Regions from separate parts of the Mus musculus genome. Here region 1 is linked to region 2. The links are chromatin contacts, called in public HiChIP or PLAC-seq maps. All regions are on one chromosome and are shown on one strand. The core of a region is the stretch at or near the end of the contact, and the rest is flanking DNA. Distances in the headings are between cores, read along the strand shown.

What was found. HiChIP or PLAC-seq counts read pairs in DNA pulled down with a chosen protein or histone mark.
Region 1: a BATF HiChIP or PLAC-seq map of CD8 T cells shows a contact between it and region 2, with 8 read pairs. The contact joins two enhancer-like sites. A contact is called at or near these places in 1 of 15 datasets of contacts at CTCF or cohesin (CD8 T cells), 1 of 484 Hi-C or Micro-C datasets (the HL-1 cell line) and 3 of 115 datasets of contacts at active chromatin or transcription factors (CD8 T cells, astrocytes and memory CD8 T cells).

What each region holds. Positions count from the first base shown.
Region 1 is chr14:71,118,441-71,121,941 of GRCm38.p6, reverse strand. No RefSeq gene overlaps it. Among named protein-coding and RNA genes, the nearest start is that of Gm34757, 47 kb to the left of the region's middle. Within about 2 kb of position 1,336, at least 13 of the 459 cell types and tissues checked have an H3K27ac peak or open chromatin away from gene starts, as enhancers often do. A contact at or near this core is called in CD8 T cells and memory CD8 T cells, where this site is marked.
Region 2 is chr14:70,961,722-70,965,053 of GRCm38.p6, reverse strand. The region is part of intron 4 of Gfra2 (glial cell line derived neurotrophic factor family receptor alpha 2); the gene reads right to left. Among named protein-coding and RNA genes, the nearest start is that of Gm34588, 22 kb to the right of the region's middle. Within about 2 kb of position 1,638, at least 56 of the 459 cell types and tissues checked have an H3K27ac peak or open chromatin away from gene starts, as enhancers often do. A contact at or near this core is called in CD8 T cells and memory CD8 T cells, where this site is marked.

The DNA of each region.
Region 1 (3,501 bases), core at 87-2,586, 160 kb before region 2:
CCTACTCTCTCTCCCCGCTTTACTTCTGATAGCTTGTCCTGAATTTCCTCTAGAATCCGCCCTGCCTTAACCACTTGATAACATGTGAAAAGGAACAAAAGGGCTCCTAACACCAGAAAAAATTCAAGGCCAAACATATTCCACTTTACTTCTGATAGACTGTCTTGAATTTCGTTAGAAAGTTCAAGATCGGACTTACCTCGTAAAGCTGTACTCACTGGTACTCTCGTTCCCCAGCTGAAAAGTTCTGAATTCATACAGTTGAATCCTTCTTAACAGTCTGCTTTACGGGAACCTTTATTACCGCGACCCGCAGTTCTGGTTCTGGAATGAGGGATCTTCCTTGCGCCAGTCCCGAGTTTTTTCTCGTCCCGGAATTTCTCGTCCCGTCCCGGGTCTCAGCACCAATTGTTATTAGACACGTTCTCACGACCGGCCAGGAAAGACGCAACAAACCAGAATCTTCTGCGGCAAAGCTTTATTGCTTACATCTTCAGGAGCCAGAGTGCAAGAGAGCAAGCAAGCAAATGGCGAAACCCCATCCCTTTTTAAGGAGAATTATCCTCCACCTAGGATGTATTACTCCCTGATTGGCTGCAGCCCATCGGCCCAGTTGTCATCACGGGAAAGGCAGAACACATGGTGGGAAAACTGCCCCTGCATGTGTGCAGACTATGTTTACCACTTAGAACACAGCTGTCAGTGCCATCTTATAATGGCAAATGTGAGGGCGGCTCCTCACAGCCAGGAGGCTGGAGATGAGAGCTAGTATAGAGTTGAGCAAAGTGGAAGATACTGAAAACTGGAAGTTGAGGGACCACTTGCCAGGTGGCCTGTCTTCTCTTCAGTAGGATAACAATGACAGTAAATGGGCCAGTAATGAGGTTAGGACCGAAGGGGAGCCAACTGACCAGAGACTGGAAAGACTGGTTGCCAAGCAGAACCAACAAGCCTGCCTGATAACTCCACAGTGGCTCTTTCTACCCAATTGTGCTATTCTCTCCAAGGGTTCTCAATAAGCCAGGTATGGAGGAGTACCGATAGGTACCTGGACCAACATCAGAGTGTGAAAGCAAGCTGGTGGGTTTGGCCCAGCTAGACTGAATCCAAGTTGGTGAAGCGGCTGGTAAGAATTGTGTCAGACGGGTACATCATGGGATCTTAGCCTGACATGGATGGAAATAGGTACTGCCTAGGGCCAAGGTGCGGGATCCAGGGACTTTACCACCGAATGAGGTCACATATCAGATAAGACAGTAAAGCACTCTGAGGTAAGTGTCAAATGAGCTGTGTAAAGTGCTAAATGAGTTTGCATCTGGCTTTGACACCTATCAGCTGTGTGGCCTAAGGCAGATGTTCTAACATCTCTGAACCCATCATGAACTTATTCCTAACAGCCCCCTCTCTAAGGGTGTTGTCACCCAGGGCCCCAAGGAGAGAACTGTGAAAGTTCATCGTACGCTGTGTGCAAATGTCAGCTGTGATGTGTCAGGCAAGGGAGGTCAAGAGAGTCAGCAGGTTTCAGGCAGGATTAAAACCTAGCAATTCACTCTCCTAGTCCTTCCGAAGGCTGTCTTCCCCTCTCTCTGCCCTTGTCCTTCCTGGATCTTATTTGGTTGGTTTCTGACCAATCTTTAAAACTTACTCCAGTCAATTTGAATTCTAATCGGATCCTCCAAGGTGCCCCCTCCAGCCTCAGCTGGGTGTCATCTATGAAATTAATGAGCGTGCTCTCTGTTTCATCGTCTAGTTCATTGCTGGAAACATTAAATAGCTCAGGGCTCCAGACACCGAATTGCTTCAGATGGCCTCTCACAAGTCTCCAGGGTTGTTTGTTTCTTTGTTTGTTTGTTGAGCCAGGTTTTTTTTTTCCCCTCCTGAATTTTAGCCATCATCACAGTCACGATTCACACACAGAGAAAGTCTCTCTGTGGAACACTAGCAATTTCCTCAAATCCATCCCACTTCTACCTCCAAAAGCATTACTTAGAAGACTAAACAGTTGCCCCCCCCCCTTGAACCTGGCCTTGCCCGGGGTCCACCTTCTATGGCCTCTGAGGCATTATCACCTAGCCCATGGAGTTCAGTGTATATGTTAGTGCATTTAAGCTAATTAACGAAATGCCCTACACTGAGTAATTTATAAACAGCACAGTTTTAGAGACTAGCAAGTCCCACAAGATGCCAGTGGCTTGGTGTCTGTTGGTGACATCTCCTTCCATGTCCCTCTCAAAAGTTGTGAGAGTGAATCTTGACCGGGTTGAGCAGTGCCTAGGTATTTAATAATCCACACCTCCAGATGTGTCTGTAAGGGTGCTTGTGGAGAGAATTAAGTACAGACCCACTCTGAATTCAGGCTATGCTGTTCATTCCATAGGCTGGAGTGTGGAGGAGGGGAGTTGGAGAAAGTCAGATAACACAGCCATGCTCTTTAATCTCTGCTCCTTGCTTGCCATGAAGTTACAGGCCTTTTCTGTCATGCCTCCCACTGCCATGATGCTGTCCTTATCTCAGGACGTCAGAGATGGGGCTAGGGAACAGAACCCCTGAATCAGTGAGTCCAACAGACTCTTTTTCATTTAAACTGGTATTAACTCAGGTATTTGAGCACCTAACACAAAAATATTTCATAAAGCTATTAATGCTATATATAAGGCTCAAGATAAATTATCTACCTTCCAGAGGGTCCACTTCATGATACTTTTTTTTTTTTGAGATGATTAGATTTCAATGTAAGAATTCTAATTCGACAGGACTATGCAGAACATATCAGTGTGTGACCAAACTGTAAGTGCACACGCAGAAATTTACCACTACAGAAAGCTTCTTGGAGGTAATTGCTAGAAATATCTTAAATGCAATCCGGTTCTTTCTCCACCTACTTTACCTGAAGACAAGTTCTAAGATGCAGATCCCAGATATTGTACCTCTCTCCAGCCTCCCGGCACTTCCTTTCTTCTGCTCCATCATCGTGATTCTCAAGGACTCCATTCAGCTTCTGTGAACGAGCGACAAAGCATCAGGCATTGGCACCTTGCCATTAATGTGATCTTGCCAGTGCGTCTGGAGCTCCCATCCAAACTCTTCCCCACGCTCTGTCCTTTCTGGTGTCCTCAGTCATTCTCTATCCCTGGATCTTACACAACAAGCCCTCCACACTTCTTCCCCATCCCCTGCAGGACAGTTGCTTCCACTGTTGATTTCCATCTGAATTCTGGCTCCTGGGTCACCCCTGGCTCTTCTGATAATTTCTGTCACCTTCTCGGTCCTTACCCACATTTCTCTATCTCTCTATTTCTCTGTTATTTATCTTAACCATCTACCCATGTCGAGCCAAAGCCAACCATACTTCATTTTTTTTTCCTTCTTGACTACCTCCAGCTATTGAGTTAGTCTTGTACCTACATTTATGAAGTCTTTTGTGACTCTGGTCCTTGGTGCCAAAGGACCATGGATTTGGTATTTGAATAGGATACTGGCCACTATATTCTGGTGCCCATG
Region 2 (3,332 bases), core at 389-2,888:
CCATTTTGGCCAAATCTCCCCCCAGACAGAAGCAACAGGAGAACATAAAGGCAGAATGGAGGTCCTGTAGAATCCTATATCGTGAGCAACCACTGTTTACCATCTTCTCTATGAAGCTGTTTAAACATCTTCTCTACGGGTTATTTAAACACACCCTCTAACTGAAATGCAAGAGTCCATTTCAATTCCATGTGGGCATGTATGGACTCTATCTCCTACTTCCTGCATCCCCAAAGCCACCGAAACCTTCAACACAGAGGTTCTTTTTCCATGATCATGTTGGATTTGTCCTTTTTCTCAGTGCAACCACACAGAAAGCCTAGACCAGGCAACTCAACAGCACAGAGACTTGCTGACATTGCTTTGTTTGATCTTCCCAATAAGAACATCCACTGCTAATATTATTATTTACGTATTTCTTCATCCACATCCTCTAAGGCCCTGTTAATAGTCATGGATGGTAGCTATCCCTCATCTTTGCTCCAACTAGGAGCAGATCCCCTGGCCTGTGTCTGACAGAGTGACGATGGGAATGGTAAGCACATCAATATGGAATCAGAAGGGAACCCCATGACATGTTCAAGGCTCTCCACCCCTCTGATTACGGCACAGGGCTTTGGTGAAATGCTACTATCCTCTCAGTTCCTTACAAATAACATCATCTGCCCAGAACTGAGCTGAGGGTTCCAGCTAGACCTGTAGCTGTTGGAAGCCTCTTGAACTGCTCCCATTGACACCAGCATCCAGAACGGCCTTGTCCTCTCTCAAAAGTTTGACTCCAAGATCACACGACACTAGGAACACCGCATATATTTGTCTGGCTTCGAAGTGCCAGGAACCTCTCAAAACCACCAACTCAAAGGCTGGAGAAGTGGAAATATACATGGGAGGAAATGAAAAATGTCACTTGAGAGATATCTAGGACATTTCACCAGCAAAGGAGAGATCAGCCTGGCTCTATAGGAGAAGTGGGGGTGACGGTGCAAGCCAGAGAACAGAAGGTGAAAGAGTACAGACCCCTCCAAGGATTGTAGCCAGAGGGGTTCCTGAGCTGGCAAGAAGGATACTGGTCCAGCTGCTGGGAGAGCCATCTGTCACATGATGGTGCGCAAGCTCTTGTTCTATTGTGTGACCTGAGGCTCACTGGCTATGTCTCTGGTACTCAGTGTCCCCACTTAAGTAGAAAGCTACGCTTGCCCAGAGCTTCAATAAAGCGGTGAGAGATACTGTACAAAGCAGCTCCCAATGTAGATAGGAATCATCATCTTTACCGCTTTCTCCCTCAGCGCTCTGCCTGGCAATCGCAAACAGGAAATGACTATTCATGACCCACAGAGAACAGAAACACACCACTTTATCCTGTGTGGGCAATGTGAGCATGTCATGAGAAGGGAGGGCTCCAAAGGCCTGCTTGGTGGATCCCAGGAAGACCCTGCCCTCCTGAATCCACTGATCCTTCCCATGCCACGATGAACGCAGGGAAAAAAGCAGGGGCTCTGGAAACTTAGGAACCGTGCGCAGAGCCCCCGCAGCCAGGCCCCCAGGGTAATGTAAAGTGAAAACACCATCTCAGTATCATCTCAGTGTGGCTCCAGCCTACTGCCCTCAAAGAAGTCTGGTGGTTAGTGTCAGGAACCCCAGACGTGATACTGTTCAAAAGTAAAGGATGTGGATTTGGTTGGTGAGGGGACGGGAAGGGAGGGAAGCAGCTAGGCCTTCTGCTGTCATCTTAGCCACTCTCAGCATCAAGGCAGCTTGGCAAGCAAAGGGGACAAATGGGGCCATTTAGAAGGTTGCCAAGTCCAAGTCTCCAGGAGGCCTTTGATTGCTCAAGTTTCTCTCTGCCTCTCAATCTGTGATAAACCCACAGCAGCGAGCTTCCTCTGCCAGAACAAGAGACCAAGTGGAGTCAATTTCCTTCAGGCCCTTTACATACTCCAACTCCAGCACAAGGAGAATCAACCACACGAGCACTCCAGCCCAAACCATTATATGTGGGGTGCCAATTGGTGATCGCCACCTCCTCTAGGCAAAATGCCACTCATCCCCCAGACCCTGAGATATCACTGGTCTCTTGGATTCTGTTTCTGCTGCCAAGAGCTGATCTTTCCCGGATCAGTCCCCCACTTCAGATTTAAGGTCCCCCCTCCTGCCCTCCAGAAAAGAGGTGGGGTAAAGAAATCACTGAGAGGAAAAAACAGGCAGATAAGCAGAGAGAAAAGAGCAGAGAGCCATCAAGAGAGTGGAAATGCACACAAACTAAATTCCTCTCAGCTGAGCTCAGGGGAGCAGGTGGATTGCCCCAAAATCACGAGCCCTCTCTGGGCCTGGTTCATCAACAGCTGTGGCCTATTCAATCACAGGGAAGCAGCAGGAGAGAGACACTTGACCCTAATTTGATGAAAAGGTGGTCATATTAGATGCAGCATGTTCATCTCATTTGAATTTCAGATAAATTTTGTTATTATTACTATTACTATGATTATTATTATTATTATTTTACATCTCAGACATATTTATACTAGAAAAAAGTTTTTTGAATCTGGAATTCAAATTTTACTTGGCATCCTACCTCTTTTTTTTCTATTTGATATTTTTATTGGATATTTTCTTTATTTACATTTCAATTGTTATCCCTTTTCCCAGTTCTGCCCCCTCCCCTCTGAAACCTCCTATCCTATCCTCCCTCCCCCTGCTTCTATGAGGGTATTCCTCCACCCACCTACCCACTCTTACCTCCCTGCCCTCAATTGCCCTACCCTGGGGCATGCTATCTCTTTAATCTGCTGCCACAGGTGCCCTGATCAAAGGAGAAAGAACAGAGCTGGTAAGCAGAAAGCAAGCCACATAACACCCTTCTCAAAGTGTAGTAAACAGACTACCAGCACTGTCATTGGCCAGAAATTGCTAGGCATGCAAATTCTCTAGGCTCCGCCCCAAACATACACTGCCTAAAATTGCTGCATCAAAGCTGGTAATCTCACTACCAAGCCTTCAGATGCTGGAATGGCAGGCTCTGAGTCTCAAGTGTGGCAATCTGCACAAGCTGCTGAGTTGGGCTTGTGGGTGCCCTTCAGATCCTGCCTTCTGGCTTCAGCTTTAAATACTCCTGCTTTATGCCCCAGACTTGGAAGAAAAAAAGCCCTAGGAAAATTGTGGTAGCATGCTTCTATACACATGTATATATGTGTGCATGCACACACACACACACACACATACACACACACACACACACACACGCACACACTCCTGCGTCCAAAGAAACACATAGTACATAGTTATAGGGACATGCCCTTATGACTGCTTTGTATGTGGTATTATCCAAAAGAAAA